4 separate regions of the Mus musculus genome follow, and regions 1, 2 and 4 are each linked to region 3. Evidence: chromatin contacts called from public promoter capture Hi-C data. All regions are on one chromosome and are shown on one strand. Each heading gives the region's core, a stretch centred on a gene start, on an enhancer-like site or on the middle of the called end of the contact. The rest is flanking DNA. Distances are from core to core; before and after follow the strand shown. Region 1 holds the start of Has1 (hyaluronan synthase 1). Region 2 holds the start of Fpr2 (formyl peptide receptor 2). Region 3 holds the start of Lix1 (limb and CNS expressed 1). Region 4 holds the start of Zfp960 (zinc finger protein 960).

Region 1 (5,630 bases), core at 1,405-3,904, 450 kb after region 3:
GAGTTTAAAGCCAGCTTGGTCTACAAAGTGAGTTCCAGGACAGCCAGGGCTACACAGAGAAACCCTGTCTTGAAAAACAAAAAAAAACAAACCAAAACAAAAAAAACCCCCAAACAAACAAACAAACAAAAACCCCCAAAAACCAAAAAAGAAAAGAAAACAAAACAAAACAAAACAAAAAAAACCAACAAAAAAACCATTGTGTTTTCTAGACAGTGTTTCTTTTTTAAATTATTTATTTGTTTGTTTATTTATTTATTATATGTAAGTACACTGTAGTTGTCTTCAGACACTCCAGAAGAGAGAGCATCAGATTTCGTTATGGATGCTTGTAAGGCACCATGTGGTTGCTGGGATTTGAACTCAGGACCTTTGGAAGAGCAGTCGGTGATCTTAACCGCTGACCCATCTCACCAGCCCCTAGACAGTGTTTCATAAAGCCCAAGATTACCTTGGCTTCACTGTGTGTCCAAGAATGTGCTTGGATTTCTGATGTGTCTGCTTCTAACTTCTGAGTGATGATAGAGGTAAGCTCAATTTATTTGGTGCTGGGACTGAATCTGTGTCTTTGTGCATGCAGAGCAATCACTCTATCAGCTTAGCTACATCCCTATTCCCTAAAGCAATCCTGTTCCAAAAGTGTCTGTATGTGTGTTTATGTGTATGCACAAGTGCACATGCCATAGCGTGTGAGTGAAAGTCAGGGCAACCTTCAGGAGACAGTTCTCCTGATAACATGTAGGGGAACGAACTCAGGTAATCAGACTTAGCAGCAAGCACCTTGTCAGCCCCAAATAATCATATTTTAAAGTATACAGTAGTGGTCAGTACACTAATTTCCAGTACCGCTTACAAATAAGTAATGTTTTACATTTGCAAATTGTTTTTAAAGCTAAAGGGGAACAAAAATATTTTTGTGGAGCATGAACGTTACACACAGTTCAAAACTCCAGTCTTCTTAACTCAAGCATGAGGCCACTGTAGAATATCAAGGTTGAACAGTTTTGACAGAGAATGCAGTGTTCTTCAGTCTCCAAATAATATCACCTGGTATTTGGTAGAAAAGCTTATAGCCATCTCACACACTGGATTAGAGCAAAGAAACTGCCAAACTTAATTTCCTTTCATTTTCCTTGAAAGTTTACAGATATTTATTTGTTTATCTTGTGTGTATCTGTGTGGGTATATGCATGCCATAGTGCATGTGCCTTGCTGTATACTTGTGTGGGGGATGGGTGGTGGGAAGGGTTGGAAGATAATTATGGCTCTCTCTCTCTCTCTCTCTCTCTCTCTCTCTCTCTCTCTCTCTCTCTCTCTTGACAGGGTTTCTCTGTATATTCCTGGCTGTCCTGTAACTCACTCTTTAGAACAGGCTGGCCTGGCCTCGAACCCAGTAATCCACCTGCCTCGTCCTCCTAAGTGATGGGATTAAAGGCATGCGCCACCACTGCCTGGCAGGTTCTCTCTTTTTTGCCATGTGGATCTTGGAGACCAAACTCAAATTGTCAGGCTAAGCATCAAGCTCCTTTACCCCCCAGAGCATCTCATGACCCCTCTTTACTTTTCAAGAGGATTTAAAACAATATATTGCAGTTTAGTTCACGTTTCTGAGCAGTAGAGATGAGTTACTTTTTTTTTTATGGGATTTTAAAGAAGATACAGGGTCTCCCTGTATTGCCCAGATTACCCTCAAACTCCTAGACTCAAGCATCCCCCTGTCTCAGCCAAGTATCTAAGACCTCAGGTACATGGTACCCAACTAGAGATAGAAAATTTAAATAACCAATAACAATTATTCTTTTAGACTCCTTTGTTCCTGCCCTTTTGTGTCAAACACAGCTCTGCCTGGGCTCCTAGGGCTAGCTCATCTTAGAAGGAAGTTTTTTGATGCCAGCAATATGGATACATGCACCTACGGCTGTACCCACAACATTAAAACCACACAACTAAAAGCACCATGCTTCACAAGAGTACCACGTCTCAGGCTGAACACAGCGTTCCTTTGACAGTCATTTAGGGGACCTGAGGACATAAGGCCTCAGCATCAGGAAGAAACAGTATCAAGGAGATATAGCAATATGTCAATAAATACAAAGACAGTCATCTGAAACATAAGGTTTCAGAAGAAATACTGAACAGTTAAAATGAACCCCAAACATATGAAACTGCTAATTTTACAGGGCAAGAGAGGTTGACTATTGCTGACTGCATGTTTTTCAACTAAGTAGATTCTGATCCCATAAAACAATCAAAAGCCAAAATGCATGTGTTACACACAGGCAGAATCTTCTTTCACTCCCAGGGAACACAAACATATATTTACAGAATCATAGACATCTATGGAAGGCAAACCTCACGGCAGTGAACACAGAGATGGACACTCACACACTCATCTTCACATGCTCACTGAACACATGAACACTGTCATACATAGATACACATGGACTCACCACATGCACTTACAAGCACATTCTTACTAGACCCCAATACATATGGTCACACATATGGTAGTAATTACCCCGCATGGCGGCAGATACCACACACGAACACACACACACACACACACACACACACACACACACACACACACACACACACACACACCTGTCTCATGGCTGTGGGTCCTCCTGGATTCTCTCTTCTCCGTCTTGTTCTGCAATCTGAGTGTGTCTGAAGCTAGCTGGAGGGGGGCCATTTGAAGACCAACACATTGCGGGGGTGGAGGAGGGCTGACGTCAGGACAAGTCTGACCAGGGGCTCTGAGGTCAGGCAGTCCTACTGCTCCACCCTCTTCAATTCCCGACATTTTCCCCATCCCCGGCTCAGATAGGACCTCCCTTCTCTGCCCCTCAAATTGGCCTTTCACAACCCCCCTCTTTCAGCCCTTCCCTCAGCTGCCTCTCTCAGCTGTCAGTGTTTTTATCTCCATCTTTCTTCTGTTACTACCCCCATCTCCCTCTCCCCCTGGCCTGCCCCCCCTCACCTTCTTACCTTTTCCTCTTCTTCGCTCTCTCTCATCTCCTCATAGCAGACTCTCTACAAATATGTCCCTCAGGATCACATTTCAGTAATGGGCAGATAGAGAAAGTACACACACACTCACGTCTGTGGGTGTGCCTGTGTTGCTGGCATGTGTTTCACAGCAGACTGGAGCTACAGCCAGAATTGTATGCTCTTTGCTGGGCTGATGTTTCTGTGTGTGTGTGTGTGTGTGTGTGTGTGTGTGTGTGTGTGTGTGTGTCTGTGTCTGTGTAGGGGTACATATGTACACACATGCTCATGTTACAGTCTGTTTGGGGCTAAGGGATGGGCTATTGGAATCTGTCTTCTGGGGGATGGCAGTGACTCCATGGAGTGACCTGAGTTCATTGCTCTGATGGAGACTAGATCAGAACAGAGCTGGGGAAGAAAAGAAGCTCTCATGGAGTGTACCCTAGCTCCTTGAGGCCAGAAGACTAGTGATCCTTATCACTCTTGTACATGGTTTCTTATAAGGATATATATACATTTTTTTTTTTAGCTTCAAGACTATGTTTTTCAGAGTTTCTCTTAGTATACAATGATGGGTTGTGTCCTGTTGTCTCTTCCTGCATTCTCTTGTGTGAGTGATTCTGATAAAGTTTATTCTCAATCTCTCTCTCTCTCTCCCTCTCTCTCTCTCTCTCTCTCTCTCTCTCTCTCTCTCTCTCTCTCTCCCTCTCCCTCTCCCTCTCCCTCTCCCTCTCTGTCTGCCTCACTCTCTCTTACTTTCTCATTTTGTACTTGATGCCTTGACTATATTTATTTCTCTACCTATCTGTATTCCCATTTCTTTCACTCTTCCTTCTTCCCCTCTCCCTATCTCATGTCTATTATCCCCGTCTTCTACTAATCTGCAATCTGTATATCTATCTACTCTTCTATCCCTCGGTGTCTCTAGCTTTCACCTGCTTGCCTGCCTTTTTATAAGACTATCACTCGGTTCTCCCCATCTGACTTTTATGACTCTGTTTTTCTTTCCTCTGGCTGCTTCATCTCTTGCAACCACTCAGCAGTCTAGTGGACAGAGCCAGGCGTGTGTGAGAATCTTGTTATACAGGGCATAGCTGCAGTGCTATGTTGGGCCTTTGCTTGACCTTGGGCACTAGGGAGAAAGTTTTTGATGGTTGAAAACTAGGTACTACCCAATATCAGGGCAGGACAGGCTGTGTCTGATGCTATTGCCGGGAACCTGTGTTGCCTAGTGTCTGTCTGTGTCAGGATGATGGATCCTCTGATGGAAGCAAGCCCAGATCTGGGGATAAGGGGAGTTCCCATGGCTAGGAGGGGATAGCCCAGGCTCCACCCAGGAGCTGGGCATTTGATTGCCTAGCCTCAACACCACCCTGACTGGGTGGAGCAGCTGTATAAAACCAGATGTTTCTAAAACCAGAGTACATGAGAGACAAACTAGGACTTCAAACCCTGAGAGTTTTCTCTGCCAGGGCACAGAGTGCACAGGCTCCTTCAGACCCAAGTGACCAGACCTTAGTACTCCTCTGTTTGACCCAGGGGCACAGTCCCTAGCTCTCCTCCCTCAGACCAAGAATTTCAGACCCCAGCCCTTCTCCCTTAGCCCTGATCGTCCAGTATTCAGTCCTCCCACTTCAACTCAGGAGTCTGAGTCTAGACATCTGCCCTCCTCTCTCAAAAAATGAATACAGGCCTAACTCTCCTCCCTCAGGCGCAGGGGTCCAGTTTTCCTTGCAAGCACAGATGACCAGGATTAAATGTAGCAAAGACAAGATGACAAGGACAGATGAAGTTGAGCTCTTTTACAGACCCCCCTCCCCTCCAAATGGGGCTTATAACTGCTCTCTGTCCTCAATCTACGATGTCTTCCTTGTCTTCCAAGTAGGATCGTCATCATTTAACTTCACCACAAGAGAAGGGTAAGGGTGATTGCTAAAAATGGAGAAGAAGCAGAGGAAAAACATGTATTCATTATAAGGACATCTCTTCAGCAGATGATGGGTGGGACCCTGGACTAAGTGATGCCAGGCACACAGAAATGACTCAGCAGGGGGCCCTGCCTCTGAGGAGATGCCAAACTAGTAGAGGAGGCAGCTGTGTAAATAGAGGATTGGGCACTGATGGAACTGAAAGGCAGGAAAAGCTTCCTGGAGGAGGTGCTCCTGACTGATGTGAAGTTAGGGGAGTGGAAAATGAAGGAGAAAGGTGTCCAAGGCAAGACTTATGGCTAGTTTACAAAACACACACTGAGTGATGCTGTGTGTTAGCATTTTGTCTAAGCTCGGACCCACAGTTACCTGTCAAAAGCCAGGTGTTCCTGACTCACTAAAAAGAGGGCTGCTTGCCCAGTTCCCTCTCTCTTGCCTTCTTTCTCTTGCTCTGTCCTCTTGCCCCTTTCCCCTATACAGGCGCTCATGGCCAGCCTCTACTCCTCTAATCCTATACTTACTTACTCTCTCTCTCTCTCTCTCTCTCTCTCTCTCTCTCTGCCTTTCTCTGTCTCTACTATCATCTCAACTCCCCTCCCCATGCCTGAATAAACTCTATTCTATACTATACCTTTGTGTGGCTTGTCCCTTAGGGGGAAGGGATGCATCAGCATGGGGCCTGAGGAGGCACTCCCTTCCCCCACACCTGAC
Region 2 (6,008 bases), core at 1,006-3,505, 490 kb after region 3:
CAGTCATTTTACCTGTGATTTCAGAGTCATGATAGTTACAAATAGAATTTTTATTTGAGTAGAATAGACAGGAAAACTGAACAGAGTACATACTACAAATTCCAGTGTAGCAAATATTATCTAGATCTTATAAGACATTCTTATCTCCTGACAGGCTCTCTGGGTGAAAGTTTTGATCAAGCTCATACCAACCACTGTCTTCCTTTCAGACGTTGTTTGGAAATTAAGGCACATGATAGGTTCACTTTTCCCTTCACCCTCCACCCCAGCCTCTAGATTGTTCTCTCATCAACTTACAAAATAATCTTGTCTTTGTGCAGAAACTGGATTCTTATTCTTTCACCAGTTAAAGCCCAAATTCATCAGAATCCATCAGAATGTGATTGTTCAGATTTAGAGTGTTTAAAGAACCAATTAAAGCTAAATGAGGCCATAAGGGTGGGGTCCAAATCCAATATAAGTGTTGTCTTTTTGAAAGGAAAGAAACACCAGGGTGGTGTAAGCTTATGAAATGTGTATGTTATGTGAGGATGCAGAGAGATGATGGCTACCTGTAAGCAAAAGAAAAGCCCTGGGACCAATATTGTGATCCTGGACCTCCAGCATCCAGAACTGTGACAAAATCAGTTGCTATACTTCAAGACACCCAGAGTGTGTTGATTTGTAGTGACAACCCTTGCAAACTAAGCGTTTTGCTTTAGTTTAGTGATTCTTATGTCTATGATGACCTTAAATCTATTCAATTCCCACAGTATATTAAAGAGGATGAGTATGGACGGTAGGTATAGATCAATTAGCAGAGTGATTGTCTAACCTGCAGGATGGTCTGTAGAAACCGATGAGGATTGTACATGCCTGTATTTCAAGCACTCAAGTGTTGGAGACAAGAGGATCAGAAGTTCAGATGTCTACTTAGTGTGTTTAAAGACAGGTTGAGCTCATGGGAACCTGTTTTCAAAATGTGAGCGTAAGAGAGTGACTGGTGAGAACATGAAGAGAGACAGAGACAGAGACAGAGATGTTGTGGCACAAACTAAAGAATGTGACCATGAGTTTATTTTTGACATTTCTCTATCTATGGTAGTGTCTATGTCCTCTCTCCTTTTGTCTGAGTTAGTAAAGACCTGAGTTGTTAGGGCACACAGTTGTTGTCCACAGAGACGTGAAGAATGTCTTCATATGGAAACAAATCCATACATATGCTGTTAGAACTGTTTAATAAGCATGGAGGCAACATTGTGCTTGTGATCATCTCAGTCTTCATGTGTATATTTGCTTGTGCCTGTAGAGACCAGGAATAGAATTCTAGTGTCCTTGGATCTGGAGTTATAGGGAGCTGTGACCTGTTTGATGTAGGCACTGGGAAGTGAAGTTGGGTCCCCTGGAAGAGCAGTAAGTGCTATTAGTCACTGAGACGTCTATGTAGGTACCCATCTTCATGTTGTAAAAGCAGAAAAATCTTTCTTAAATGTATGAATGTTTTAACTTCCTGTATGACTGTGCATTGCGTTTGTGTCTGGTACCTGCAGAGGCCAGAAGACACTGAATGCCCCGGAACTGTAGTTGTAGATGGTGTGAGCCACTATGTAGGTCACTGGAATCAAACCTGGATCCTCTGGAAGAGCATTCAGTGCTATTAATCTCAAAGCCATCCTTCTAGCCCCAACTCCTTCCAATTTTTTGAAAAAGAGTGAAAGGTTTGGGAGGGTGGTGTCTCAGTGGTTAAGAATAGGTATACCTCTGCTTAAAAGAACTGAATTTTGCTGCCAAAGCCCATGTCAGACTGTTCACAACATTTTGTAAAGTCAAATCAGAACCAAATTCAAAAAACCAGAGCACAGATGCTAGGGCCAAAAATTGACAGGACTGAACTCACGTTTTCCACAGATAAATGGTAGAAGAACATTTACACTATGATTATAAAAACTCCACTTGGGCTGGAGAGATGGCTTAGAATTTAAGAGCACTGGCTGTTCTTCCAGAAATCTAGGTTCAATTACCAGCACCCACCTTGTTTCTCACAACTACCTGTAACTCCAGTTCCTAGGGATCCAGTGTTATCTTTTGGCTTCTGAGGACACCAGACATGTATGTTATACACACACAACTTTAAGAAAAATGTCCATATAAAAAATACAATGAAATAAAAGGATTCCAATAGCATCCCATTTGCCTGGCTTCTGGGAATCTTAGGAAACCAAGAGTTTCTACAACAAGGTTGGTTTCAGTTTTCTTGTTCCTCTCAGAGTTTCCTTAAGTCTATAGTGAGAGCCAAGTACTTCATTTACACCACAGGAACCGAAGAGTGTAAGAAGGAGACCTCAGCTGGTTGTAAGTTGTGTTCTAGTAACTGAAACTTACTTTTTGAATGGCTGTTATATGTGATGGACACTTCCTAAAACCCTGTGAAGAGATGTTTAAGACCATATTTACTTTCACCAGATGGCTGCTGAGTTCTTGACTTAGAATATGTGTTGAACAGAAACACTTGAAACTATGGGGAAATGGGTCAGTGTATAAGTGCTTGCCTTGCAATCATGCAGAACTGAGTTGAAGACACTTGAAAAAAGTCAAGTGGAGGAGTCTGATTCTTGTGCTTTTTATATGTCCACCCATTATGCTATAATTGTTGGTACAATGTGTTGCTTGTATCTTTCTTTTCATCTTAAAGTACAAGTTTAATGTGATTTCAGAAGAAAGCAGAGGGTGTAATTGGTACTGTGCCATGGGAGGTATCAGGATAAGAACTGAGAACTTTGAGTTTGGCTGTCTGGAGTCCACATCCATGAAGGTGGAAATTTGGAGTAGTTCCAAAGACTCAAGACAGTATGGAGTGGATTAATGAGAAGATAGGAGGTGGGAAAAATATAAAGAATATTTATAAGTTCTGAGATTGTGCTGTGAGTTTTTTTTTCACAGAAACAAGTCTGTTTAATGAAACAAAGCTTATCACCTTTTTCTCCTTTGCCCTTCTTGCCTCCATACTCAAGTGAATGTAATGTTTCTCATATGCTAGTTAGATGCTGTTCTACTAATCATGTTCCTTACTAGGTGTATCCTAGGCAGTAATCTACCACTGATTCACACTTCTGGTCCCTTACTACTAAATGATTCTAGGATGATGCTCTAATGTTGAACTACATCCCAAGCATTCAATTTACTTTTTTATTTCTTGATATGTATGGGTATTTTTCATAAATGTGTGTCTTTTTGCCCCATGCTTTCTTGGTGCATGAGAAAGTAGGTAAAGAGCTTTGGATCTCCTGGCATTGAATTTACAGATATAAATCTACATGACAGTGCTGGGAACTGAACTGAGATATGCCGGAAGAGCACACAATGCTCATATTTTCTGAGTAGTTTTGTTTAGCCCCCTTTTACTTTTTATTGTGTAGAACTTATCCCAGTATATTATCAAACTGTACCTCTTTCTGTATTGGAATCAAGCCTTGAATATGCAGTTCTCATCACAGCCTCAAATAACAGTTGGGATTTTTGGTGTGAGGACCATGTTTGGGTCTTGAAGGGAGGCAACATGATAATTCATATGTTAATGAGAATGCTCTACTGGAAAGTATATCCTGATGTTATTGTTTGTTTGTTTGTTGTTGTTATTGTTTTGTTTGTTTTTTCCCCTTGGCTTGGAAGAAAAGAGATATTAAAAACTCAAGAGATGAATATCTAGGAAGGTGTGAGACATATACTGAGCCAGTGCATGTGGAGAGGCCACTTGAAACGAACGATAACTCTTGCTTCTCTGGAAGTGGTACACACAGCAGCATGGAGATATGGCAGCTGGTACAGCAAAAAATCCCCAGAAATTGATACCATTAAAAAAAAAAAAACCTCTGAGAATATTAGAGGGAATGATATAATTTGAGAAGCAATCAAAGGGAGGGAATAATCAGTTTACTGTGTTTGTTGTGTGTGTGTGTTAATGTTTATGAATGTGGGGATAAACATTAAACAAATAACTCTGTTATTCTATGTGTTTTAAATATTTTTTGGTCAAAGCCTCTTTCTGGGACTGTAACATATTATTGGGCTGGATAGTCAGGCAAGGAAATTTCACAGATTATCCTGTCCCTGCCCTGTTCCACAACTGGACTTGTAGATGTATGCCACCATACCTTGTTTTGACATGGGTGATGTAGATATGAACTCAGGTCCTTATTGGATGGCAAGTGCTTTATAGCTGGGAGCCATCTTCCCAGCTTGGAGTATGTATGCACATATTAAACAGGAAATGAGCATGGTAAATAGAATTAGCAAAAAAGTTCTGCTTCTGAAAGTTACTTCTTCAGAGTCATGGTTTCATTAGTTATAAAATGGGGATGTGTGTCCTAAGATAATTATAATGGGATAATTGGCATATGTTGGGGTTTCACCATACACCGACCATCCTAAGCAGCACATGATTTCTTCTGTGACTCATAGATCCTGACGTGCACAAAAGAGTGATTGAGCTTTAGCATATTTGTCTTTCTACCTATATTTTCTATCTTCTATACTATAGAAGTGGTTATCAACTAGGAGTCATTATGTCTTCCAAAGGAAAATGGTCATTTATAGATATTTTAGTTATCATAGCTGGACAAGAGTTGCTCCATTATACCCAACCACAATTAAGTACTGACAGATGTCAACAGTGCTAGGCTTGAGAAATTCTGAAAAACATTACACAATGTCCTGGTTAGGATCTTAGTGAAAAGAATGTGTTAGAAAAAGAAAAGTAGGAACTGCTATGAGAAACAAAGCAGAGAAATCATCATTGTATCACCATATGAGCATAATCAGCTACTGTGGCAGGTTCATATCAAATGAGGCATATTAGTGATGCAAAATTTGAAACTCTAAAATTAAATTAGGGTTCCAATGCTTGTCTCTTCTGACAAAAACAGAAAAAAAACCCACAAACAATACTCTACCAAAATCCTTAGAATATGGCTTTGGCTTGATAAAACAGTGGTGTTGCTGTCTCTCAATATTGACATGAGATTTACAGTTGAGCAAATTATCGGGGTGTGTAGTGTGACTTTTCCTAGGGAAACATGACACATGTCTACTCACCCCAGAAAATTCATGAGAGACTAACAGAATTACTACAGCAAAGAGCAATTTTGTGAACTGATATCTTCTAACATTCCTTGGTAATTTTAGCACTCTGAAAGGTGAAGCAGAAAGTCAGGAATATGAGGTCAGCTGAGATACTAACTAAACCCTTTCTCAACCATACATTAAAAAACAAAAAAACAAAGAACAAAAAACAAAGCCTACACCCCCCAACCAGTCAACTAAGAAGTGGTCAGTATTACTATTCCTTCTAAAGATACATTGATAAGTCTAAAACGTTTATGGTGGTGCAAAAGTACCCTATATTTTATGCAAGTACATTTTAAGGCAGGATTAATTAATAATTGATAAAATTTCTTTTTGCTATTATATTATATTATATTATATTATATTATATTATATTGCTGGAGATAGAACCTAAAGTTGTTTACCCACTATATAAGTGTGCTACCATTAAGCCCAAGTCTCATATCCTTAATGGGGGATATAGATTAGTAGATGTGTGAGTAGAATTGCGTCCTTTGTAAATGGCTCAGGCTCTACCTTAAGAAGCAGTGAAGATTCAAGATACACTCTAGCCTGGTCAGGATATATATTCAAAAGTAGATGGAGAGACAACTTCCATCAAGAAAATCGTGATTTGTTTCGCAAAGAGCAAGTGATCAGATTGTGTGACAGAGGGCACAGACACATTCAGCAGCATCTGCCACCTGTGGTGTGGTAGGAGGCCTCAGATCTAGCTAGATTAAAGTCTGTCCTTTTATATAGTTTTCAGGGTCATATTTCCTATTAACCTCATTCTAGTCTTAAAAGAAAAAGAAGAAATGATAAACCTTTTAGAATTTTTATACAGGCCACTCAAAATTCCAACCACATTAAATAAAGAATGCATGGTCTTTCAGGAGAAGTCCACAAACTCCATTAAAATTCACCCT
Region 3 (5,564 bases), core at 1,661-4,160:
ATTAAAGGCATGTAACACCACCACCCAGTAGACCCAAGAAATGTTTATGGATATTTAAAGAATATGTAAGCAGAGGCTTAGAAAGACTTAATTGAAAGATTGAACTTAATGGTGAAACAATGCTAATTGTGATGTTGTGTAATCTGTCTTTATTGTTTTCATTTATTAAATGAGAATCATAAAAGGCTATGAAATCATAAATTTGCTCTGAAGGTCTTGTGAAGATACTCATAGTTTTCTTTCAAATTCCTTTGTGGCTTTGGCAGTGAACATCTTTGAATTTATCATATTGATATTGGTTATGTTTACTACAAATGAATGGTTAGGTTGAATGGGACTAGAAGCGACTTTCTAAATATCAGTCTAGCATTTATGAAATGAATCTGTGACTTTCTACATGTCTAGAAACTCTGTGCTCATATTTGTGTTTAACCACAGAATCATGGGCTTTAGAACTTAAAGGGAACATTCAGATTCGCTCCCTGGTTTTATGGATGAAAATTGTAAACTCAAAGATGAATGGCTTGTCACGGTTAGATGACAAAAATATAATCCTAGGCCTTATTAAACCCACACTTATTGTTCCTCCTACCACGCTATTTTTAAGATTAGAAATTGAGTCTCAAGTGATGGCTGCTTTTCCAGAGTATCCAGGTTTAAGTCCCAGCATCCACAGACACCAGGTACATATGTGATACAGATACATATGCAGGCAAAACACCAGTACACATAAAGTAAAACAAAATGTGTTAGACAATTATTACATTCAATTTTAATTTACAGGAAAAGCCCATTCACTGATCAGACTTCAGGCATCAATCATTTTCTGTTTCCTATTATGAGTATCACTCTTTTGAAAAAATTGAAAAATAACTTTGTTATTTGTCCTGGCTCTATAATGAGAACATTGTCTTGGTTTCTAATACTATGTTACTCTCAAAGCACTTACATAGGTACTATGTGTCTAATCTCTTGTGTAACAGAATTTTTTGTCATCCACCAGTCATCCAGATTATTTTTGAAACTAAGAACCTCTTTTCACAAAATAAAAAAAAATGAATTTAAAATTCTTGGATGCCGGGCACTTGGGAGGCAGAGGCAGGTGGATTTCTGAGTTCGAGGCCAGCCTGGTCTACAAAGTGAGTTCCAGGACAGCCAGGGCTACACAGAGAAACCCTGTCTCGAAAAACAAACAAACAAATAAATAAAATAAAATTCTTAGACTACAGACAGTAACTTTTTTCTGGCCTGAAGTTATTGCTCAATGATAGATAAATTGCCAAGCCTGTACAAGTCTCTGGGTTTGGTCTTCAGCAACACACACACACACAAACACACATGTGAGCATTCATGCCTGCTGCTCACAATTTGATGCAAGGCATATATAGCATACTTTGTGACCCAAAGTAAGTCTCTTCACATGAGGTTCAAGCATATATATGAACTATAAATAGATCTATGTATCATTTCATTTTGTCTATGTGACAATCCTGAATTTCTTCTCTGGGTGGCCTAAATTTCCTGTGGGTATTTGTCAAGGAATAATCATTATAATAGCATTTATTATCACTGCTACTTTTTCCTTCTCTGTTTTTTATTAAGCCCACCCTTCTACAACTAGCTGAAGAAATTGATCACATGAAAGACATTCTATTTATATAGTCTTTAAAGAATTAGTTTCACAATAATGGAATGTGAAGATTGGAAGGAACATGAGACAACAATCTGTGAGTTCTGTGTAAAAAAAAAAAAAAAACTTCAAATGAAGCAGCAAAGTCCTTCACAGCGCCTCAACAACAAGAGCATACAGCTAGTAAAGTTGGTTCGTTTGTTTCTGATATTACATATTCCTGAAGTGTGATATGTGATCACATGACATGTTTGTCTCTTGTCAAAGTGTTATTTTACACATGTGTACGGATCTGTAGAGATAGGAAAGAGTCTCATTTGCTGAGTTCTTTTAATAACTTTCTATTAAACTTTTCTTTTAAAGGTATTGCTTTTTGCTCTTAGTCGATAGAAATTCTTGTCACTGTTGTTGCTGCTGTTGTTTTTGGTGTTGCTGGTGGTGGTGGTGGGCTGGTGGTGTGGTGGTGGTAGTTGTAGTGTCTGTAGTCTATGCAGGTGTGTATGTAAGAGCATTCCAGAGAATGATAGTAGATAGCTTCTATCACTCTCCACCTTAGTTTTTGAAACAGCATCTTTCAGAGAATATGAAGCTACCCATTTTTGCCAAATTGACTGGTAGACATGTCCTGGGAGCCACCTGTCTCAGCTTCCGGACCCTAATGTTACCTGTACATGCAGCCATGTATATGCAACCATGTCCTGCTTTCACTTACATGCCAGGAATTTGAACTAAGTTCTCTTGCTTTCACAAGAGTCCTGACACCCTGAGCCATTTCTCCAGATCTCACCATTAAATTTTTAACAGAATAAATTATGAGAGAATGATATCAGGATTAATTAAAGTCAATCTTGGGAACGATTTGTCTTGGAGGGTAACAGAAAAAGAAATATGGTCAGGCAAAGTATAAAAGAGTTCACTAGGGATTGCTTGCTACTGCTCACCAGAAGTGACTGTCATTGCAGGGAGGATTCTGATTTCAGAAATAATGCATTATCTCACTCTAATCGTAATCTTTATAGTTCCTCTTTCCCAAAGGGGAATTTAGATTGTTGGTTGTAGTGGTTATTCAATGATGGCAGTCCCAAGCCTTCCCCTTGTAATTTAGGAACCTGCAGGACGATGCCTTCTTGAGTACCTATTCCGGGGGCAGCACATTTAAAGAAGGAAGGCTGAAAGAAATGCCCAAATGGGAAGGCAGCACAGCATCCAGGCAAAATCTGGTTGGAGAAGAAATCTGTTCTCATGATGACTGAGCTTCCCCAGCCTGCCTGTAGGTGGGTGTGTTTAACAGAACGAAGCCATGGGAACCAGCCTGTCAGCCAGCCTTTCAGGCTAATTAGCTCAGCATACAACAAAGATAAGTGAGCCTGAGAGGAGGGCCCTGAGGGTCTTTAGATTCTGGGAAATGTCTGATTGGCAGATGTTAAAAGGGATTCTTTAGTAATCCACTGCATCAATGAGCTGCACAAATTCAGTCCAGAGCTGCAAGAATTCAGGCATGAGGAGACTGTGCAGGAGGCTTGCACAGGCAGACTCGAGATGGACAGAACCTTGGAATCTCTGAGGCACATCATTGCCCAAGCCTTGCCTCACAGAGACCCGGCTTTGGTCTTCAAAGACTGTAAGTACTGAAGGAAAAAAAAAAAAAAAAACCTTTTTTCCCCCCCTGACTTTTTAGAAAATAGTCCTAAGTGTCTAGTCACATCTTGTTTAACTACGATTTCTGCTAGATCTTTGTAGTCGTGTTCTGTGGGCTAAGCAATATTTAAATTGTTCCCGACTTCAGCCAGGAGAAGGCTTTCCTTTTACCTACGCCCACAAGACTCTGGGCTGTTTTGCCAAGACAGTACTGTGTAGATGACTTTTTCTAAAGTCTAAAACCTGCCAAGTCTTAATGATCTTTTCCAGATGCTTTTTAAATAAAACAAAGCTGAGTGGAACTCAATGAAAACTAAAAATAACTTGGAAATGATAATTAAAAAATGCACTGCTCGTTGTTCATCTATTTAATCTTTCACACCATAACTAGACACATTAAATCAGGTATTGTTTTATCTAAAAGTATTGTAGCAAACAAAATTTAATTTTAACCACTGAGCTCCTAAATTTTAATAGCAAATTATAATGCCAATAAAATGTGATGCCTTCTAACTTCAGCCTCATTCCCGACATCCCCACCCCCACCCCCACATGGCATGGCAAAGTTATTTTTAAATCTTTTTCTAAAATGATTATGAAAAATAATTCAGCCAATCTTTACAATTCCAGCAATACTATTAAACCATTTGTCATATAAGTTCGCTTCTGGAACCAATTTGATTTCTCGCTGCTGCAAAACAGACTATCTTCATAGTGTATCTTATCTACAGTGGGTGTCAGATTACAAAGGGCTTCTGGAATAGAATTGCTCTTTGGATCTGCCCAAAAGGTGAAAATGCATATGGAATGTTTTTAGCCTGCAATACGTTACAGCTTCCTTTCTTGTGACTCTAGTGATGTGTGTCTCCATCAAAGTATCAGTGGTTTGGATTCTGCTTTCTGATTAGTGAATAATGCCCCTTTCCAGATGTCCCTGAAGCTTGTATTTCTCATATGTGTGATGAAAAAAAAGCAGAGAGAGAAAGAGAGAGAGAGAGACAGAGAGAGAAAGAAATGTCTGGCCTCTTTATTCTATAAAACTTCCCTCTTAGAAATTAAATTGTAACCAATCTGTCCTCTAAGGCATAAAATGAAAGCTACTTTCTTTCTCAGTTTAAAAAAAAAAATGTTGCCTTCAAGCATTTGTCAATAGCTATGTTAGAAATAATAAAAGTCACTCCATCTTCAAGCTTAGCCTGGCGTCTATTCTGGCTTGCTATGTTTCTCCCAGTGAAAGAGAAGGAAAGAATGTCTTTCTCCTTCAATGCATTCAAATCTTAGTGAAGGGTGAAAGGCTTTGGCATGTCCAAAGCTTTGGATAAATTGTAAGAACTTAGACCTAGAATTTGGAGAGCAGAAGAAATAAAAGGAAATGGAAAGAAAAGTTCAAATATGACGTTGTATGGTCCAGTTCTTAAGCTGAACTAATTTCTTCCAATTGCATACAGTTTAGAAGAGAAACTATGAGTTGTTAAAGGGACAATGTCTGTCACCAAAATTTTTGCAAGAACGCTATTTATTTTTTGCTGTTGTTTTCTTCTGAGACCCTTGTAAGCCACACAGAATGTTTTTTTTCCCATATGGAAAAACTGTGTCACATTTCATATATTTCGTTCATTAACAACAAAAATCCCAACATTAGTATGTGTCATTGTGGACTTACTCTGGAATGAACCACTTGCTCTGCCGCTGCTCTGTCCAGTGAGTGTGAATACGAGAATGTTAGATCCTTTCCTTTCCAGCTTTTCTAACCTGGAAATACAATGACTGAATGATATAAGCTAAAGGGCAAATGTCTACCAATCTTAGAAATGGGTTTGCTTTCTGAGTCAGGACATCAGATGTCTGCTTGAGGATCAAGCCATACACTGCCAACTGTGGGTGCTACACATGTCAGCCTGGCTCATGAACTTTGTTACTTTGGCACGAATTTAAATTGCTGCCACGGCCCTCCTGCTGGCAACCTAAAAAGCTGCCACCAGCCTTAATGGCAGTTCTTAAAAGTCTTCTTCCTGTCCTCCTAGCCCATTCAAGGCTCCTCCCCTGCCGCCACCCACCTAGTCTCTGCCAGGAGGAACACATAAAAAGAATTGCTTCCTTGCTTTCCTGGAAGATGAAAAGGGACTTAGAGAAATTATAAAACACAACTCAAGTGAACAAAGGAGCATAAAAAAGAAACTGCCGCCTGTTTCTAAACTTCTCTTCTGTGAATGCAAAGTGGGGTTTCCTTTACTCTTTAGACACACAGTACAGAGAGCAAAAATTGGCCTCCTGAGACATTCATCGCCCTCGGTTG
Region 4 (5,672 bases), core at 969-3,468, 340 kb before region 3:
ACCTTTCCCGTAGACCATTGTAAATACGTGTGTATGGGTGTAACTCAGCTATCTCTAGTTCTAAGTGTCTATTCTGGTTTCTCTTTAGGTCTCAAACTTCCTTCTTCCTAGATGATGGTAAATTCTTGTGTAGAGCAGTGACTTGGCTTTTATTCAAAGTGATAGTGTAATGCCAGAGGCAATTCTGAATGTCACTGAAAGCAACATTCTTACTGAATTCCAAGCCCATGGTCAGCTGTAGGACTTTCTAGGACTGTTGGAACACTGGTGAAGGCTTGGCTATGTGAGAATTCAATCCTAAAAGGCACTTATAATAGGATAATACTAAAAGAGAGCACATGGATCCATACACCAGACTAACTCGGGAATGGAATATTAATGTATGGTTTAGAGAGAACACCAGATTCCAGGAGGTGAGTTTCCGTGAAACTCTTTGCCTCGTGACTTTTAGGCCTCTCGGCCTGTCAAGCTGACTCAACCAGAGTGCGTGGCAAGGCTCCTCTCCATTTCCATCCCTATAATTCTAACAGAAAGAAACTATTATGGGCCAGTTTAAACATATGATAATTTTACAAAAGTTATACGTACAAAGTGAAAGATATTTTATGCAACCTAATGAAGGACTGCATAAATATGCTTCTTGACCAAATAGTGGAATTGGATTTGTATGCCTTCACATATTCAGACCATTTGAAAGCTATGAGATTCCTAAGTTTTGGGAAACATATCAATTTTATATTTCTCCATATGTTCATTTGAGGAAGGTAGATTTGAGGAAGGTGGATTTGGGAAGCCCTGGAATGATTTAAATGGGGTTCAATGGATGGTTGGACCTCTCTGTTCCTTTTCATCTAGTCCTATATCTTAAGTCTTATGCTTCTTTTTTAAACTATTTAAGTCTTATATTTCCCTTCTTTGTCTTCTTTGTCATCGTCTTTGTGTTCTACTTCTCCTTCTCCTTCTTCTTCTTTATTTTTATTTTATTTTATTTTATTTTTCGAGACAGGGTTTCTATGTGTAACACTGGCTGTCCTAGAATTCACTCTGGATGTAGATGAGGGTGGCCTCGAACTCAGAAATCTGCCTGCCTTTTCCCTCTTGTGTACTGGGATTAAAGGCGTGCGCCACCATGCCCGGCTGGCATACAAATACTTATGTCTTCAGTCAGGGATACTGTAGTGCTAGCTCTCCCACATTCTTTAAATGCTTAAGGTTTACCACCCGTATGGATTTTGTGGCGACTTTTATGATTACATGTATTCGTTACATGTTTCTAGGTTCCTTACAGCTGTTACGTTTTATTCCTATACATATTATGATATATACTGAAAACCAGCTGAGACATTCAGCCACATGGACTGAACAACCACTGGATTGCTCAACTTCCCATTGGTATAGAGTTATAGTTGCAAGAGTTGGCTATCAGCTTGGGAGCCATACTAATAAATCTACTTTCCACATACATAGAGAGACCCTAGAGCATTTTCCTAGTACACCTGTGTTTTTGGGTTGAGATTTTATTTTATTTTTTGGCACTTTCCTACTGAGGAATAGACAATAGAATAGTAGATTATAGAATAACAATAGAGCTCCAGCTGGAAAGTTTGTGCAATTTACCAGAACCCAGTAAGAAGCCACAATACAAAACGTTGTTTCTTAAAGTCACTCTTTAACTAGCAGTTAAACTGGGCATCCTTCCACTTGTAAGACAGATTATCCACTCCACTGCAACTTTAGTAATATGCTTCATTCCACTAGCAATAAGAGGAAGCACCTTCTGAGGGCAGTGGACTCACAGGTCAGAATTTGAGTCCTGGCTCTGGAGAACAAAGTCACAGCTCACAATGGGGAGGAGCAGGCAGCCAATCAGAGGTGAGCTGGAGAGAAGGGACGGCAATAGCTGGGGTGTACGCTATCGGAAACCTGGGACAATTGCTACCAAAATACAAATCTCTGCTGATCTAGAATAGGTGTGCGTCTAGATTGGAAACCTGTGCACTGAACCACTATTCCGAGTTGCGTTTGCACCCTCTCACCCTGAGAGAGTTGCTCCTGTCACTCAGGATTTACTAGCCAATCACGGCATGAAGGAGGATCTGACAGTCTTAGAGGAGGGTGGTTTTTCCGGAAGGGATTTTCCTGGTTCCCTGTGGGATCTGCCAGTCATAAGAGGAGGGTGGTTCTTCCGGAATTCTTTTCGCTGGTTCCCTGTAATTAAGCAGGCTTAAGTGATTTGTCCTGTGTGCTGCTGGGTACTGTGAAGGAAACTCAGGCAAGTTCTGAAAGTGCGACATGATGAGGATATTGTCACTTCCCACAGAGGTGAGGAGCGGGATCGGGTGTGCTGGGTCCTACGGAAGGCTGGGTCGGAACCAGCAGCTACATGCAGGCACCTGCGAGTTGCCTCGTGGTTTTAGCCGCTTCTGGACCCAACGGTGGCTCTTGCATAACTTAACTATCTGGGCTGAATATTCACAAAACCTTTCGAGCAGGGTCCTGTGTATAGAAACACCCTTAGCAGGATGCCAAAGTCAGACAGGCTAAGTTTCTTTCGTGTATTCTACAAGTTGTTCTCTTGGCCTTTAGCATTGAGCTCTGTACAAGGAGGTAAGAATGGATCAATTCGCATTCTTCTACATGCTAACCGCCAATTGAGCCAGCAACATTTGTTGAAGATGCTGTCCTCTTTCCCCTGGATGGTTTGAGCTCCTTTGTCAAAGATTAAGTGGACATAGATGTGTGAGTTTATTTCTGGATCTTAAATTCAGCTTCATTGATCTGACTGTCACTGTACCAGTAACATGAAGGGGGTTGTTTGTTTGTTTTTGTTTTTGTTTTTTATCACAATTGCTCTGTACTACAGCTTGAGTTTCGGGATGATGATTCCACCAAAGGTTCTTTTGTTGTTGAGATAGTTTTTGATATCCTAGGATTTTTGTTATTCTAGATTTATTTACAAATTGCCCTTTCTAATTCTGTGAAGAATTGAGTTCCAATTTTGGTGGGGATTGCTGTGTATCTGTAGATTGCTTTCAGCAAGATAGTCACTTTTACTATACTAATCCTGCCAATACATGAGCATGGGAGACGTTTCCATCTCCTGAGATCTTCTTTGATTTCTTTCTTCAGAGACTTGAAGTTATTATACAGATCTTTCACTTCCTTAGTTAGAGTCACACCAATGTATTTTATATTAATTGTGACTATTGTGAAGGGTGTTGTTTCCCTATTTCTTTCTCATCCTGTTTATCATTTCTGTAGAGAAAGGCCTCTGATTTATTTGAGTTCATTTTATATCCAGCTACTGCACTGAAGTTGTTTATCAGGTTTAGGAGTTCTCTGGTAGAATTTTTAGGATCACTTATAGATACTATCATATCCTCTGCAAATAATGATATTTTGACTTTTTCATTTCCAATTTGTATCCCCTTGATCTTCTTTGTTGTGGAATTGCTCTTGCTAGGACTTCAATAGTTATGGAGAAAGTGTGCCGCCTTGTCTAGTCCCTGATTTTAGTAGGATTGCTTTAAGTTTCTCTCCATTTAATTTGATGTTGGCTACTGGTTTGCTGTATTTGCCTACAAGGTAATGGCCTGCTCTTGTTGAAAGACACTGTACCTATTCATACTTTCAATAATATCTATCTTTTAAAGAAGTCAATTCTTGATAACACTTTTTTTTTTTTTTTTTTTTTTTTTTTTTTTTTTTTTTTGGTTTTTTGAGACAGGGTTTCTCTGTGTAGCTCTGGCTGTCCTGGAACTCACTTTGTAGACCAGGCTGGCCTTGAACTCAGAAATCCGCCTGCCTCTGCCTCCCAAGTGCTGGGATTAAAGGTGTATGCCACCACGCCCGGCTCTTGATAACACTTTTTAAGTTTCATTTTCTTAGAATTTCTCTGAACATCTAGATTTTTTTTTCTCTTTAGTGTTTCTGGAGAATTTAAGTATTTTATCCGTTTTCTCAACTGCTATGATTATTTGTTTCTATTTAGAGGAATTTCTTCTATAGCCCAGACTTGCCTTTTGCTATGTAATTTCTTTGAATACCTAATCCTGCTTCTGCTGTCCAATGCCTGAAGAGAAGCATATAAATTCTTCCAGGATGAGCCCTGACTGGTCAATGAGGGAAAAAGACAGAGAGATATGAATGAAGGAATGAATGAATGTTCTCCTACCTCCACAACATTCTAGGGGAAATTATAGATCAAGAGGGACATTGGTAACAATTGATTTCACTGACCAACTTTGAAAATGGTGTATTCACAGCAACCAAAGGGAGTGGGAAGAATGATGGAGGGAGCTTTCTTTTAAAATACCTTCTATTATCAGTGCATACTAATGTTATCAATGTTAGATGATCAATAAAAGGCCAAACTTGAAAATTTACGTGGTTCACAGAAAAAGACAATCAAGAATCTAGAGAAGGAAATGGATTAATTTTTAGAAACTAAATATCTGTACGTACATGAATTCAACCAACATGTAAGTGCTTGACAAATTTCTGTGTCTGTGCCTAGTAGGAATTTTACTATTCCAATTTTACAGTGTGCATTGGGAGAGAAATGTATGAGTAATACCTGGTTTGTCTAATACTTGGATAACTTTTCAATCATAAAGCCAATTTCAGCTTTTAAAAATAAATTTTGATATTATAATTAAATCCTTTAGGTTTATCCTTTCTCACTGTTGTTAAGTCTTATGGCCCAGCACAAATGGCTTAGGTGCCTATTTAACAAATCAAAGCAGGCCAGAATGTCAGTTTCTCCCCAAATCCCCCAGTTACCCTTTACAGTGTATGCCTAACAAAGCACACCCTGGATCTTAGGGATTGGGGTATACATCTCCCTGCTCCCCTTCCTTATGTAATCCACCCAAATTTGTTAGAATATCTTTTTCATCTATCATTTACCCACCTCATCACTTTGTCTGGTTTTCCTCTCCTCTCCTTCCTCTCTTCACATGGCTTTGGTTCCACTTGATTCTGGTCACTCTCTAAGATGTGCCTGTCTCTAACTCCACTCTCCCATGTATCAGCAATAAACTTTCTGTTCCACCATGTCTAGGAACAGCCATGTTCCTTTCCTTTTTATTTCCTTTTTCTGTCACCTCCTATTAACCACTGCTTGCTTTCACATTTATGGCCACATCTACCTTCAATTGTTGCAACATTTTTAATTTAATTTCTTTCGAATATTTAATTTGATTTGATTTTAATTTTTTGAATTTAATTGAATTACCAGCCACATGGTTGTGTTTATGGAAATTAAATTCCAGGCCATATAAGGAGTTTTGAGTTTCAGGGGTTTTTCAGGTGTGCATGGTGCTTGGCACAAAGCAGACATTAAATTGTTCTTTACCATTGTTTTGCATGTGGGCTTCAGTTGTTGTCCTGAAATTACAAAGAAGTATGAGTGGCTGCAGAGACATACAAACCCTTTTGCTCATCTGAATTCACAAAGAGAGCTGTAACATATTGAGCTGCTCTATTTGGAGGAGAGATCAGTAGTATCTTTTTTTTTTTTTCCAGTTTTTAAAATCTGGTTGAAACACCACTAAACATGGTACGAGGGGAAAAAAATCTCTTATTAAGTCCTCTGAATGAAAATTGTGCAAAGTTCCTGAAGAGACAGAAACCGCTCCATCTCCAAGGGAGAATACTCAGCGTAACTGTGG

Evidence for each region. Promoter capture Hi-C pulls out the DNA fragments that hold promoters and counts their contacts. Capture Hi-C pulls out chosen DNA fragments and counts their contacts.
Region 1: a contact with region 3 is called in a promoter capture Hi-C map of second pharyngeal arch cranial neural crest. The contact joins the promoter of Has1 here to the promoter of Lix1 in region 3. A contact is called at or near these places in 15 of 39 promoter capture datasets (the 3T3-L1 cell line, 3T3-L1-derived adipocytes, the C10 cell line and 10 more), 4 of 484 Hi-C or Micro-C datasets (Th1 cells, cortical neurons, embryonic stem cells and 1 more), 3 of 115 datasets of contacts at active chromatin or transcription factors (craniofacial prominence, embryonic fibroblasts and embryonic stem cells) and 3 of 9 other capture datasets (embryonic stem cells, macrophages and pancreatic islet).
Region 2: a promoter capture Hi-C map of second pharyngeal arch cranial neural crest shows a contact between it and region 3. The contact joins the promoter of Fpr2 here to the promoter of Lix1 in region 3. A contact is called at or near these places in 17 of 39 promoter capture datasets (the 3T3-L1 cell line, the C10 cell line, the HPC-7 cell line and 11 more), 2 of 15 datasets of contacts at CTCF or cohesin (large pre-B cells and pro-B cells), 20 of 484 Hi-C or Micro-C datasets (B cells, the C2C12 cell line, the HL-1 cell line and 12 more), 1 of 115 datasets of contacts at active chromatin or transcription factors (astrocytes) and 2 of 9 other capture datasets (liver and macrophages).
Region 4: a promoter capture Hi-C map of adipose tissue shows a contact between it and region 3. The contact joins the promoter of Zfp960 here to the promoter of Lix1 in region 3. A contact is called at or near these places in 1 of 115 datasets of contacts at active chromatin or transcription factors (embryonic stem cells) and 1 of 9 other capture datasets (adipose tissue).

What each region holds. Positions count from the first base shown.
Region 1 is chr17:17,852,534-17,858,163 of GRCm38.p6, forward strand. Has1 (hyaluronan synthase 1) reads right to left here and starts at 2,655. Exons shown (of 5, transcript NM_008215.2): 1 at 2,605-2,655. The coding sequence starts at 2,613. The region is part of intron 1 of Gm36907 (a long non-coding RNA gene); the gene reads left to right.
Region 2 is chr17:17,885,569-17,891,576 of GRCm38.p6, forward strand. It overlaps Fpr2 (formyl peptide receptor 2), which reads left to right and starts at 2,256. Exons shown (of 2, transcript NM_008039.2): 1 at 2,256-2,331.
Region 3 is chr17:17,399,776-17,405,339 of GRCm38.p6, forward strand. It overlaps Lix1 (limb and CNS expressed 1), which reads left to right and starts at 2,911. Exons shown (of 6, transcript NM_025681.2): 1 at 2,911-3,251. The coding sequence starts at 3,170.
Region 4 is chr17:17,061,885-17,067,556 of GRCm38.p6, forward strand. Zfp960 (zinc finger protein 960) reads left to right here and starts at 2,219. Exons shown (of 4, transcript NM_001005358.2): 1 at 2,219-2,322. The coding sequence starts at 2,293.